Regions from separate parts of the Sus scrofa genome. Here region 1 is linked to region 2. A link is a contact called in public promoter capture Hi-C data. All regions are on one chromosome and are shown on one strand. The core of a region is the stretch at or near the end of the contact, and the rest is flanking DNA. Distances in the headings are between cores, read along the strand shown.

The links. Promoter capture Hi-C pulls out the DNA fragments that hold promoters and counts their contacts.
Region 1: a promoter capture Hi-C map of liver shows a contact between it and region 2, with 4 times the contacts expected there. The contact joins two enhancer-like sites. A contact is called at or near these places in 1 of 5 promoter capture datasets (liver), 19 of 47 Hi-C or Micro-C datasets (alveolar macrophages, brain, embryonic fibroblasts and 10 more) and 1 of 2 datasets of contacts at active chromatin or transcription factors (alveolar macrophages).

The regions. Positions count from the first base shown.
Region 1 is chr8:72,147,820-72,155,462 of Sscrofa11.1, forward strand. The region is part of intron 2 of SHROOM3 (protein Shroom3); the gene reads left to right. Among named protein-coding and RNA genes, the nearest start is that of SHROOM3, 54 kb to the left of the region's middle. Within about 2 kb of position 5,827, at least 2 of the 83 cell types and tissues checked have an H3K27ac peak or open chromatin away from gene starts, as enhancers often do. A contact at or near this core is called in fetal liver and liver, where this site is marked.
Region 2 is chr8:71,868,653-71,875,999 of Sscrofa11.1, forward strand. It overlaps SCARB2 (scavenger receptor class B member 2), which reads right to left. Exons shown (of 12, transcript NM_001244155.1): 4 at 6,292-6,480. Among named protein-coding and RNA genes, the nearest start is that of SCARB2, 38 kb to the right of the region's middle. Within about 2 kb of position 2,894, at least 8 of the 83 cell types and tissues checked have an H3K27ac peak or open chromatin away from gene starts, as enhancers often do. A contact at or near this core is called in fetal liver and liver, where this site is marked.

The sequences.
Region 1 (7,643 bases), core at 4,577-7,076, 280 kb after region 2:
CCCCTAGAGGAAGGAGATAGGGAGGGCAGGGCTCAGTTCTCTGCCAGCACTTTGCCAGAGTCAACTGGTAAACTGAGGAATTCTCCTGGCCTCTCACTGCTTGGAGAATTTCAGAGGCAAGAGAAGTATTAGTTGTACGGAATTCTCTTACGGCCAGAAGGTATCAGCAGAGTATGGATCTAGCTTAGCTTTAAAGAGACACCCTTACACACACACAATGAGTGTACAACACTGTCTTTTATTGTGGCTGGTTTGTGGAAACTGGCAAAAGAGTCAAGTTAAGAGGAGTTGAAATGTAAAGGTGAAAAAGGTAAGTCACAAGAATGTAATTGGCGGGTCCATTTGATTCCTGGTGTGACTTTTTCATCTCTGGGACTTAAAATTTGCAGCAACAATCTAGTGGTGGCCTAATGAAATAAAGAGCCATCATGTCTTTCCATTTCTGGTTTTTGAAGTTGCACAGATATCAGATGAAGATAAATAAAGACTGTTACCAGCTTCTGGTGGGAAGCATAATGTGCATTGAGAGAATGAATCAAGGCATGAGCCAGGGGTTATGGCTTCAGAGTGAATGAAGATCTTCTTGTGGATAAAATAATTGTTTACAGGATGCTTTCTTGAAGAACAAGTAAGCCCAAAGTGGTGCTGCCCCTGGGACTCTCCTGAGTAACACAGAGGAAGACAAAGAGTCAGCTTAGAAAATGGATATTAAATGGTGGATTAGAGGTGCACTCAGCCAATGGAATGGTTGAATTTTATTTCAGCAATTGAAATTAGCTCACTGAGGGCAGCCACCGTATATATACATATATTCCACCTTTTTTCTTTTCTTTTCTTTTTTAGGGCCACACCCACAGCATAGGGCAGTTCTCAGGGTAGGGGTCAAATTGGAGCTCTAGCTGTCGGCCACAGCCATAGCAACACTGGATCTGAGCCTCGTCTATGACCTACACCTCAAATCACAGCAACGCTGGATCCTTAATCCACTGAGCAAGGCCAGGGATTGAACCCACATCCTCATGGATACTAACTGGGTTCTTAACCTGCTGAGCCACAACAGGAATTCTCTGCCCCACATCTAAGTACACAGTAGAGCACCTGCTACTTAAGAACAAGAACAAAAATAACTGTCTTTATTCATTCATTCATTAATATTTACCATGCATGCTAAATGTTATTCTCACATCTATTTTATGGATGAATAAATGGAATCTTGAAGAGTTAAGTCAACAGCCAAATATCACACAAGTCACTTAACTACAGAGTCTGTTTTTCTTAACCACAGCAGCCCACCATGGCTGACTTTAAGGATTAAGCTAAAGTTTTTGGAATATCTTCTGTGGTTAATGGGGGAATTCTTTTTTTTTAAGGGCCACACCCTCGGCAAATGGAAGTTCCCAGGCTAGGAGTTGAATCAGAGCTGCAGCTGCTGGCCTACACCACAGCTCATGGCAATGCCAGATCCTGAATGATGGCAGGGAAGAAACTCGTGTCCTCATGGATACTAGTCAGGTACATTACCGCTGAGCCACAACAGGAACTCCCTAATGGGGAATTCGTGAAAGTTTTCTCAACAGGAAACTTATGAAGAAGTGGTATCTGGGATGAAGGCAGAATTAATATGGCTGTGAAGTGATTAGAACCAAAAGAAGAAGAGAGAGATAAGACCTCCTGAGAAGTAATGAATGATCTTTGCGACATGCAGACGGATTGGCTGTGGGAATTAGGGAAAGGAAGGAGTCCAGGTGAATCTGAGGTCTCCAAAGTAGTGACAGAAAAATTGCTGGTGTCATGAATAGACATCCGGAGTTCCCGCTGTGGCTCAGTGGTTTAAGACACCAACATAGTGTCCATGAGGATTTGGGTTCAATCTCTGTCCTGGTTCAGTAGGTTATGGATCTGGCATTGTCGCAGCTGCACTGTAGGTTGAAGATGCAGCTCAGATCCAGCTTTGCTGTGGCTGTGGTGTAGGCCGGCAGCTGCAGCTCCAATGCAGCCCCTAGCCTGAGAACTTCCATATGCTACAGGTGTGGCCCTAAAAACATAGGAAAAAAAGCAAGCATGCAAGCAAGCAAGCAAATCAAGAGATGAAGCTGTTTGCAAAGACATCCAGGCCTGTGGGGATGCTTTGGGCCTGCAGTGATGGTGGGGCGCTAATGTGCAATTAGTCTTTCCTTAACGTCATAGCCTTCATCTCCCTACAAAGAAGCTAAACATTCTGGATTCTTGCTTTCCTAGACTCCCTTGCATGTGACCCAGCTTTGTTTCATGAGACACAAGCAGATACCTACTGGGAATTTCTAGGAAAGATTTTTCTCTTCAATGATAAGGAATCCAGTAAGGAAAATCTCTTTCTGCTTTGGATTTCAAGTGCAAGTTTATCACACAGGGAGCTGCTGCAGCCATCTTGTAGTCCTGAGGCACAGGTGGAGAAAACAAGTGGGAAGTTGACTCAGAGCTCTGACATTGGGAAGCTCCTGAAACATCACCCAGACCATCCTTCTCTCAACTTATCATGAAAAAAACTTATTTTTCAAGGCACTTTTGGATGGGTGTCTTGCTATTTGTAGCCACAGCATCCCAACTGACACAGGCCTTGTGCGGGTCCCAGATTACCTTGGGATCTGAAGCTGGCTATATTTTCTCTTTTGGACATTAATTTGGGGGAAAACTCCATGGGGGGGGGCGGTGAGTATCGGAACTGTCCACTGAAGCCTTTAAAATAGTAGGAGTTCCTTAAAACGAGAATGCACTTTGGATCCCATTTCTAGAAAATGAGGGCATTTTAACAAAAGTCTCTAAAGGTCCAACAATCTGGCCCAGTTTGCTGCTAGGTGAGAGTCCCTGTTAGGTTTTAGTGTTGCAATGTGCTTTTCAAACAACAACGGGGATCATTAGAAATCGAAGCATTCCCATAGCCCCTAGATACACACTGGGCGAAGGAAGCATCTTCATTTTCAGAGTTGCTGCTCTTTTCATTCGCTTCCTCCCACCTTTGTAGCATTGCTGGTATCTGCTGGCAGTGAGGCATGCTTGGCCCAGTGATAGATGTGCTAAGAAGAATTAAGCTGCTTCATGGAGCTTTCAAATTGGAGCAAGTGTTTTCTGGATGACCTATTGGAAAGTAATTAATTACAGAATTTCAAAATAAGATTCAAAATGTACATTACAGGAGTTCCCATCGTGGCTCAGTGGTTAACGAATCTGACTAGGAACCATGAGGTTGTGGGTTCCATCCCTGGCCTTGCTCAGTGGGTTAAGGATCTGGTGTTGCCCTGAGCTGTGGTGTAGGTCGCAGACGTGGCTTGGAGATCCCCCGTTGCTGTGGCTCTGGTGTAGGCCGGTGGCTACAGATCTGATTTGACCCCTAGCCTGGGAACCTCCATATGCCACAAGTGTGGCCCTGGAAAAGAAAAAAAAAAAAGTACATTGCAAAGTTAGATTTCACAAAGGCCGACTCTTTCTTTATTATGCTATTCTTTTTACTCATTTTGTTCCTTTTTATTTTTTTCTTTTGACCATGCCCATGGCATTTCCTGGGCCAGGGATTGAACCTGTGCCACAGCAGTGACCCAAGCCATAGTAGTGACAACCCTGCAACCCTGGATCCTTAACCGCTAGGCCACCAGGGAACTCCCATTTTCTTCTTTTTAAGTTGGCAAAGTTATTTTGGAATTTAGTACCCACTTCATCAATTGGCTCCTGAAGTTTTGTGTGTTATATATAAAGTTCATGATAAGAAAATTCTTGTCAGGGAGGAAGCAGGGGAAACATGCTATTCTAGTCTTGATTCTGCCACTTAGGAGGGAAAATTATTTAATCTTTCCAGGCTTCCATATTTGCCAATGAAAATATTTGACTAAATCTTGTGTAAGATCTTGTCCATGTGAGCTTAGAGTTTCTGCTGTTTAAGCCATGATCTACCCCAAGGGTGGGATGAAATACACCTCTCACACACCTCTGAGAGATCATGCCTGGAGACAAATCTTTCTAGAAGTATTATGTCAACAAAATTTGGTTCTGATGCTAGAATTTTGGGTGGACATGCCAGATAAAATACAGGATACTTACTTAAATTTGAATTTCAGTGAAGCAAAAAAAAAAATTTTTTTTTAGTATGAGTATATCCCAAATATCATAAGGGATATACTTATACTAAAAATATCTAAGATCTTATTTGAAATTCAGATTTAACTGGTAGTCTTATATTTGGATTTGCTAAACCTGGCAACGTGAATTCTGCTGGAAGTCACTGATGTAATGACATCAGCCTAAATTACTCAAGAGAGGATAAAGGCAGCACTCCAGGAGGATTCTGTAGGTCTCATAGATCTGTGGTCCCTGTAGAGGGCTGAGTAGGTTCAGCCAAAGGTGAGGGGAGTGAAAAGCCTGAGGTATATGTCAGGAATTGGGAGACAGAGAGCCCTCTCTCTCCTGATTCCTCAGTTACCCTAAAAAAAAAAAAAAAAAAAAATACTAAGGATGCAAATAAGTTAGATCCCTTTGGCTTCCCTCCCCTTTTTAATGATTTTTATTTTTTCCATTGTAGTTTGTTTACAGTGTTCTGTCAATTTTCTACTGCACAGCAAAGTGACCTAGTCACATATACATATATACATTCTTTTTCTCACATTATCCTCCATCATGCTCCATCATAAGTGACTTAGATATGGTTCTCAGTGCTATACAGAGGATCTCGTTGCTTATCTATTCTAAAGGCAAGAGTTTGCATCTATTAACCCCGGACTCCCAGTCCATCCCACTCCCTGCCCCTCCCCCTTGGCAACCACAAGTCTATTCTCCAAGTCCATGAGTTTCTTTTCTGTGGAAAGGTTCATTTGTGCTGTATATTAGATTCCAGATATAAGTGATATCATATGGTATTTGTCTTTCTTTTTCTGACTTCACACAGTAGGAGAGTCTCTAATTCCATCCATGTTGCTGCAAATGGTATTATTTTGTTCTTTTTTATGGCTGAGTAGTGTTCCATTGTGTGTTTATATCACATCTTCCTAATCCATTCATCTGTCAATTGACATTTAGGTTGTTTCCACGTCTTGGCTATTGTGAATAGTGCTGCAATGAACATGCGAGTGCATGTGTCTTTTTCAAGGAAAGTTTTGTCCGCATATATGCCCAAGAGTGGGATTGATGGGTCATATGACAGTTCTATATTTAGTTTTCTGAGGTACCTCCATACTGTTTTCGTAGTGGTTGTATCAATTTACATTGCCATCAACAGTGCAGGAGGGTTCCCTTTTCTCCACAACCCCTCCAGCATTTGTTATTTGTGGACTTATGAATGATGGCCATTCTGACTGGTGTGAGGTGTATCTCATGGTTGTTTTGATTTGCATTTCTCTAATAATCAGTGATGTTGAGCATTTTTTTTCATGTGCTTGTTGGCCATCTGTATATCTTCTTTGGAGAAATGTCTATTCAGGTCTTTTGCCCACCTGTGGCCGCACCTACAGCATATGGAAATTCCCAGGCTTGGGGTCGAATTGGAGCTGTAGCTGCTGGCCACAGCCACAGCCACAGAAATGAGGGATCTGGGATCCCTCGAATCCTCATGGGTACTAGTTGGGTTCATTTCCACTGAGCCACAGTGGGGACTCCAACCCTTGAACATTTTTTCAGTCCCCTTTCCCTTTCTCACCCTTAATTGGTTTTCACAAAAATGAAAATATTAACTTTTCACGATAGGCTGTGTTATGACATCCCTTTTCTGGTCCTTGTTCTGAATTTTGATTTGAGTGGGTGGAACTTGGTTTATTTGTCACATTCCCTGTGCTCAGCAACCCCCTCCCTCTTAGATTGATTTCCGCTGGCGTGTGTGTTCCAGATTGATTCCTCCCTGCCACCACTGTGGGCTAGCTCTTTCTCAATAGAGAAATGATTGCCACATTTCTCAAACTCTCTTCTAAATTTCCAAGCCTTTTCAGATTTTATTTCTACTCATCCTTCAAATGTCTGTACACTCTTTGCCCAATCGTCTGTCTTTAAGGAAGCAAAAGGCATGAGTCCACAGAGGATAGAGGGACAGGCTTGCTCTTGGGTTGTGATCCCATGTGTAGGTAGCTGCCTGCGGCACTGCAGAGGCACAGTCAACATTGCACACTGCACGTTTGTTCCTGCTGGTCAAACAAGACCACTTAACACATGTGGGTTCGGTAACCGTGCTTCCCCATGAAGTGAGTGGATGGCTGAGCTGGAGGCCACCTCTCCCAGATGCTCAGCATCTCAGGGCCCTTTATGTTAAAAGCAGCAAATAAATTAACAGGGAAGAGAACCTGCTGAGTTACCGCTACACACATGGTACAAGAAATGGCTGGGATGAGAGGCTGATGCTAAGGGGATGTGCCCATCCCCGAATACCAGCACAGAGCACACACCTTGGCTTTTCAGTGATTTACCGCGAGGATGGTGGTGGGAGGGACTCTTTGGGGTGCCCTCTGTGTGGTGCTCTCAGGGGGTCCTTGGGTTTTAGGCTTTGGTGCCCGACATGCCGAATTTGGTAAATGGAGGTCAGGGGTCAAGGCCACTTCTGAAGGGGCTGCTTAAATTTGTCACCTGTGCCATCTGAGGGTGATCCAGAGGATGAGGAAGGTTCTTCTCTTTCAGCTTCTGCCTAATTGAAGGTCCTGCTACTAGAACCACCAAGGAGGCCAAAGCCTTTGCTCAGGACAGCTTTCTTCTGCGTACTAGGCACCAGGGAAACAGAGAAGAGCGAATGCCCCTGCTGTCTGGGAGCTTAGCAAACAAAGGAAGCTGATGGGGGCACTAGAAGGTCCTGAGTGCTGTGGGGCTAATTCACACTGGGTTAGGCTGTGCTGCGGGTGGGGACCCTGAGGAATTCAGGGAGAGGAAGATGATAGATGTAAGGAAGCCTGTGGGCTAGGGCACCGCAGGAGCTGCTGGTGGTGCGGTGCCCAGATCCCCTTGACAGGACTGGGAGCACTGGCTGTCTGGGAGCACTGGCTGTCAGGCTGCCCTGCTGCCCTCTCTCAGGATAGACTGCCCTCTGCTGAAAGGAGCAGAAATGGCCCAGGCCTGGAGTTCCTATTGTGGCAAAGTGGATTACGAACTAGTATCCATGAGTATGTGGGTTCCATCCCTGGCCTCGCTCAGTGGGTTAAGGATCTGGCGTTGCTGCACGCTGAGGCCTAGGTTGCAAACATGGCTTGGATCTGGCATGGCTGTGGTGGCTGTGGCCAGCAGCTGCAGCTCGGATTCAACCCCTAGCCTGGGAACTTCCATATGTCATGGGTGCAGCCCTAAAAAGCAAAAAAAAGAAAAGAAAAAATTTGCCCAGGGGCTATGTATGCTTCCCCAGGAACAGCCTATAGCCAATGGCTGATTGATGAGAAAGGACAAGACTCTGACCTCCTTGGCTCCAAGTGGACAGCTCTGTGCTATTCCTGCTCCAGAGTTCCCGGGGGATCAGCCTGAAAACAGGCTTCAGCTGCAACCACATCCTGACTTCTGTGCCATCCTGCCTCCCTCACTTCCTTATAGTTTTCTCAGCACATCACTTTACGTGTGAATCCGTCTCTGGCTCTACATCTAGGAAGTCCCATCTGACAGCAGAGGAGCAGGAAGTTGATGTGGTTCTGACATTGCAGGTGTATATTTTCAGTGAC
Region 2 (7,347 bases), core at 1,644-4,143:
GAAAAGATGCTCAGCCTTATTAGTCATTAGGAAAATGCAAATCAAAATCACAATGAGATACAACTTTCCAACCATGAGGATAGCAATTAAAAGAAAAGGAAAAAAACAGATGTTGGTGAAGATGTGGAGAAACTAGAGCCTTCCCATATCGCTGGTGGGAAGTGAGATGTTGCAACTGCTGTGGGAAAGAGTTTGGCTGGTTTGTCAAAAAGTTAAACCTAATGTTGCCATATGACTCCAACCTGCCACTCCCATGTATCTACCCAAGAGAATTCCACTCCAAGGTACAGATCTAATGTTCATACAAAAACTCCTATATAAATGTTCATAGCAGCATCATTCATAATAGCCAAAAAGTAGAAATAATCCAAGTATTCATCAGCTGAAGAATGGATAGAGAATTGTGTGGTATATCCATTCAGTGAATATTATTACACAGCCATAAAAAGGAAGGAAATGCTGATACATGTCACGCATGGATAAACCTTCTAAAAATACTACATAAAAGAAACTAGACATGAAAGATCATATAGTGTATGAATTCATATAAATTCCATTCCATTATACAGCTGTCCAGAATGGGCCAGTCCATAGAGACAGAAAATAGATTTGTGGTTACCAGAAGCTGGTAGGAGAGGCGAATGGACGTATCTGCTAACGGGTTGTGGTTTGGGGGAAGAAAATGTTCTGGAATTAGACAGTGGTGGTGGTTGCACAGCCTTGTAAAGATACTAAAAAAACCACTGAAATGTACGCTTTTAAATAGTGAGCTTTACATTCAACATAATTTTATGTTTATTTTAACTGAATTATATCTCAATTAAAAAAAGCATAACTCCAGGGCCAGGACCCAATTACATATCAAGAGCTGCGCTAGAAGAAAGTGGCATTGATACAATCACACTTGCAATGAAAGGTTTCTTCAGGTATATATTCTTTACAAGTGACACTTCTTTTTTTTTTTTTTTTTTTTTTTTGTCTTTTTGCTATTTCTTGGGCCGCTTCCGCGGCATATGGAGATTCCCAGGCTAGGGGTCTAATCGGAGCTGTAGCCACCGGCCTACGCCAGAGCCACAGCAACGCGGGATCCGAGCCGCGTCTGCAACCTACATCACAGCTCATGGCAACGCCGGATCGTTAACCCACTGAGCAAGGGCAGGGACCGAACCCGCAACCTCATGGTTCCTAGTCGGATTCGTTAACCACTGCGCCACGACGGGAACTCCACAAGTGACACTTCTTAGGAGCAGACACTCTATACGTTCTCAAAAGTTCTTCATCTGGGGATGGGCTTTGACTTCTGGCAGAACGAAAAGGTTTCTTGGAAGTATTTAAATGCTTAACCATTTAGCTTAGGCCACATCCAAGTTAAGTGGAGGACTTCAAGAAATATATATGTATATTTTTAGAAGTATTTTGGTCTGTTTTCTACACAAAATTTGTCTATAGAACTAAGATATATATAATATATACATACATACTATATAATATACACAATTTTTGTACATATATACAAATACACAATTTCTTTACTGATATGTATATTTCCTGTGTTATCAGAAGTTCTTCATAGGTAAAATTTACTGACTCTATAATATTATGTGGTAATATTATAACCTAACCATTTTCCTATTACTGAATATCTAGTTTTGAATTTTTTGCCACTAACAATGATGTATGAATATCTTCATGATTCAAAATCTTTTCTGTATTTCATTTTCTAAAAGGATCACTAAAAGTGAAATTACCAGACAAAAGAACATGAACATTTTTAAAGCTTTTGATTCATGGTATCAAGTTGCTCAAGGCCACCCAGTGGAAACAGCAAGATAAATCAGTTTACATTTCCCAAATGCCTTTCGCTAGATTTGGCTTATTGGGTCAACAAAAAAAGGGTTTCTTATCTCTTTTTGCATTTCTGTATTTACTGAGGTTGAACTCTTTTTTTCAATCATTTGCCTTAAAAGGCATTCAGGCTCTCTGAATTCTCTTTTCAATTTTTTTTGCCTACTTGGGTTCTTTTATCACTTAACTTCATCTCACCAACTATGTCAACATACCAACACGGTCCACATACATAATAGTCACGTTGTGTCCACACAGGAAATTTTATGTGACTTTAAGATACAAGAAAGGACTTTTTTAAGGGCAACAATGTGAACAAACACAACAATTTAGAAGCAAATTCAAATACCTCACATTAAAAAAAAAAAAAAAAGCTGAACCATCAGTTTTAAAAATGCATGTCTGTGCCTTTCTGAAGACCTATGCTTAACCCACATGTGGGTTAAGCGAACTGGTTCAGCATTTAAATATTTCAGAGCAACTCAAAGAGTTCTTCCCAGCTGCTTTCAGCCCAAGAGTCAGACACTGGATGTGAATGCTTCCCTGTCACTCTCTAGAACCTTTGTTATGTGAGGACAAGCAGGAATGATGGGTTTTGTGGCATGACGGTAGGGATTTGGGTTAACACAAGGAACTATTACTGCAGGAGGTGGAGAGATGTTCTGAGAACAGGCTGACAGCATCCACACCACTAGCCTGATACAAGCCTAATCCATCCAGGAGGATTGGCTGGACCGGCTGACCCTCAAAGATACTCCCCAGCCACTCTCATTTTATCCTTCCAGGAATCCACACTCACTGGGAGATGCTTGAACTCTCTTATGCCAAGGAAAACAGAGGTGCTCTGAAATCAACGGGTACAGATGAGCGGACTGGCTTTCCAAAGGCAAATAAGAGCACCTGACATTCAGCCAGGTCACCTTTTCTCGGGAGCCCAGTGCCAATACTCTGTCTGTATTACCTTCCCCCAGTCACTCTCACACCCTGTCCCACCCCATTTGCTGTTTGGCTATTTCATCATTAAAGTCTTTGAAGGAAAAGTGTTCAAGTGCTTTAAGGCTTTCTGTTTGCAACACAGCATGTGATGGAACAGGTGGACCGGGCACACAGGTCCAGGGGATCACAGGGGAATGTGGCCGAATGCCACTAAGATTAAGGAAGGGTCTGAGGCCGGGTGGGGCAGGTGCAGACAAGGCCGTGTCAGGGAAGGAGACAACCCCACAGCCTGGCCCGGTCTTGAATGAATGATGGCTCAAGTGTGGACTTCCGTGCTGCTGCCTATAGAATTAGTTTTTGGCCAGAGCAGGTGAAAAAACCAAAGAGGAGACACCTTTGCCTCTTTTTCCAACAACACTATAGAGAGTTTATTTAGCTTCAAAATGAAAACATACCCCAGCCATTCATATTAATTTTTTTTTTTTTTTGAGCCAGTCATGGAAGGGAAAAAGAACCAGTGTTCCTGAAATGTGTGTTGCAATTTACAGTTTGCAGAGCACTTTTGCGGACTCTCATTGGGCCATTCAAAGCAACCTTTGGAGTGTGGATACCTTTAACCTTTTTTTTTGTTTTTTTTTTTTTTGTCTTTTTGTCTTTTCTAGGGCCACCTCCCTCGGCATATGGAGGTTCCCGGGCTAGGGGTCGAATCAGAACTGTAGCCACCAGCCTACGCCAGAGCCGCAGCAACGCCAGAGCCACAGCAATGCCAGATCCGAGCCTCGTCTACGACCTACACCACAGCTCACCGCAACGCTGGATCCTTAACCCACTGAGCAAGGCCAGGGATCGAACCCGCAACCTCATGGTTCCTAGTCAGATTTGTTAACCACTGCGCCACGATGGGAACTCTGGATACCTTTAATCTTAAGTTACCAGTGATGAAAGTGAGGTTCAGAGAAGTCTTATAGTTATTAAATGAAAAAGTCAGGACACACATGCAGCCCCCTGGGTCTAAGTCTCATGCTCTGTTTCCCAGGGGTGGGAAATCCACTCCAGGTCCGAATCTAACTGAGCCCTGGTAGGGCTTTTCACTAACGGGGGCTCAGAGAGCTGCAGTGTGCTTGCAAGGAGAGGCAATGGCCAGGGGCAGAGAAAGAAAAAAAATAAAATACACCCCTGCCACAGAAAAGCAAAATGCCAATTTCTCCAATAGGTCCATATGGATGAGTTACATGTTAAACATCTATCTAAAGATACATATTATAAGCCCGATGAGGTCAACGTAAAGACAAAGCAGGCTCAATGACAAAAATTTTCTGAGAAATGCTGAGGTATTAGAAACAGGATCTACTTAGCAGATGGATCTTAGCCGCTGGGACCAAAGGGAGCTTAAGGAAACCTTTGTATCCTCTACAGGAAGCTCCTCTGAAATGATTTCTAGAAGAGAGTCTAGTCACAGCTTAATAAGACATCAGTGCTTGGAGTTCCTGTCGTGGTGCAGTGGTTAACGAATCCGACTAGGAACCATGAGGTTGTGGGTTTGATCCATGGTCTTGCTCAGTGGGTTGAGGATCCAGTGTTGCCATGAGCTGTGGTGCAGGCTGTGGATGCGGCTCGGATCCCACGTTGCTGTGGTTCTGGTGTAGACGACGGCTATAGCTCCGATTCGACCCCTAGCCTGAGAACCTCCATATGCCACAGGAAGCGGCCCTAGAAAAGGCAAAAAGACAAAAAAAAAAAAAAAAAAAGACATCAATGTTTCTTCTGGTGGAAGCTGGACCCCTATTAGATGGGACCTTTAGGGAACATCAGGCAGCCTGCTCACCCAGAGTGAAGGATTTAGGGTTGGTGGGACCCTACTCGCAGGACACACTCATCTTGCAAAGATGTTTAAAAGTTAGTTCCCACTCTGAACAGTTTCTAAGTTTTGTATACCCTTGACAGTACAGGAGCAGTAGGAGCACCATTCACAAGAGAAGGTGAAATGCTAGGAGACTGAATGATGAAGGTGAGATTCTTGAGTAGTTAGAGCCAGAGAATAACAACAAATCTAAAGATGAGGAAATTTATCCCAATTCTGTATCCTGCCTCTACTCTATAACCTGTTCTTCCCAAGTTTGTCATTGACTCATCTCCCAACTATCCATTTTATGCAAGGGTTTTATTTTCGAGGGGGAGGGGTTTTTATTACTTTTTTAAAAAATAAGAGTTGTAATGATTATTTCAGCTTCCCTCTTGGTCTTGTTTTTGTTTGTTTTTTGTTTTGCCACACCTGCAGCGTACGGAAATTCCCAGGCCGGAGATCAAATCTGCCCCACAGCAGCGATCAGAGCCACAGTGGTGAAAACCCGGGCGCCTTAACTCACTAGGCCATCAGACAACTTCCGATTCTTTATTACTTTTAATTTTAATTCATTTGAAGCTCAGGCAGCAATAAAATATGCTTTGAATAAGTACTCGAATGTCAATATTTTTGGTTTCAAACCAAAGTGAATCTGCAAGGAATGATACAAAAGTCCACTTATAGGCAGAAGAAATCATAGACCAGGACGCACAGAGTTTCAAACTATCCAGCCTCTTTCATAAATAAGATGTCTGAAAATCTAATAAATAGCTCCCACCCCTAATGGACTGTCACGTCGCTATTTAGTTCCTTGTTTACTTTTGCCAGGCTGATCTATTTTTTTAAAATTTTTATTATAGTTGATTTGTAACATTCTGTCAATTTCTGCTGTACAGCAAAATGACCCAGTTATACATAGATATACATTCTTTTTCTCATATTATCTTCTGTCATGTTCTATACAAGTGATTAGATAATAGTTCTCTGTGCTACACAGCAGGACTTCGTTGCTTATCCATTCTAGGCTGATTTATGGGTTTAGTTCCCAGGTAATCAAAATAAGACTTGGCATGGATCCCTGAAATTGATGATACTTTGAAAGATGGCAGCTGATTCACGGCACAGCCACTCTATTTCTTTTTTTTTTTTTTTTTTTTGTCTTTTTGTCTTTTTGCCATTTCTTGGGCCGCTCCCGCGGCATATGGAGTTTCCCAGGCTAGGGGTCTAATCGGAGCTGTAGCTGCCAGTCTATGCCAGAGCCACAGCAACATGGGATCCAAGCCGCGTCTGCAACCTACACCACAGCTCACGGCAACGCCGGATCGTTAACCCACTGAGCAAGGCCAGGGATCGAACCCGCAACCCCATGGTTCCTAGTCAGATTCGTTAACCACTGCGCCACGACGGGAACTCCTCTATCTATTTCTCACAGCAACACTCATGCAGAGTCAGCACTGGCAGCATGTTGAAATCGTGGGAAAAGTTTTTTGCCCCTACTAAAAAGCACCGTCTTATTTTTCATGCGCTCTGTAAGACATCTAGAATTCTGAGCAATTTTGGTCTCCTCCTGGGAGAAAGCCAAAGTGAAGATAACATCTGGCTCAGACTGCCCTCCCCCTCGGCTGAACAAAGAATCCCTGAAAAGAAAAATCAACAGATCAACTTACCCCATAGAACAGGCCAAAATAGGGAGAGATGTCGGGTTCCAAAATGTTGATGAGGGACAAGATTTCATCTTTGTAGCCCCAAAGCAATTCATCCACTGTGTGAGTCACAAAGAGCTTCTGACGATAGGCCCTCAACAGGGCTTCGATGATCTCGCGGAGCAGGGGCAGGTGGGTCCATTCCATGGCGGTCTGAGGAGCACAAGCAAGTTCAGACAGCAGCATCCCCACCCCACACTCCCACGGCCCCTTCAGCAAACGGGGCTGCAAAGGTAAATGTAAATGTTGAGATCAAAACAGCTGAAAAATAAGCCAGTGTGCTCCCCTCTGGCTGAGTGTGAAGAATAAGACTCTTCAGTTATTGTCCTTTCTCAGTATTACACTTTTTCAGTGTGAATTTGGCATCCTTCCTGGCAACTCTTGAGTTTTTCTGACACAGCAGAAGGGGGTAAAAAACGCTCCCAAATACATTGGTAACTTTAGCCACAAGGTGGCGCCACGTTCCTCCTGATCAGGGCTATAGGTTTGGTCCCCATAAACTGCCCCACTAGGCAACTGGGCAGACCTAGGATCTAACACGTTCCACACTCTCCATCATGAGTGTCCAGCTGACTATGCAGTGGTCACATAGGAGCTACAATAGAAGCCTTAGAAGGGGTTGGTGTAAATGAAGAAAATTTTCCTGGGTCTCAGGTATTTGTTTTTTCATTTTTTTTTTCCATGTATTTTTTATTAGATTATTATTAGGTTATTGCCATTAAAAACAGAGCCCAGGAGTTCCCGTCGTGGCTCAGTGGTTAACGAATTCAACTAGGAACCATGAGGTTGTGGGTTCGATCCCTGGCCTTGCTCCATGGGTTAAGGATACGGTATTGCGGTGAGCTGTGGTATACGTCGCAGACTCGGCTCAGATCCTGCATTGCTGTGGCTCTGGCGTAGGCCGATGACTACAGCTCTGATTAGACCCCTAGCCTGGGAACCTCCATATGCTGCTGGAGTGGCCCTAGAAAAGGCAAAAAAACAAAAAACAAAAAACAAAACAGAGCCCAGTGTAATCAT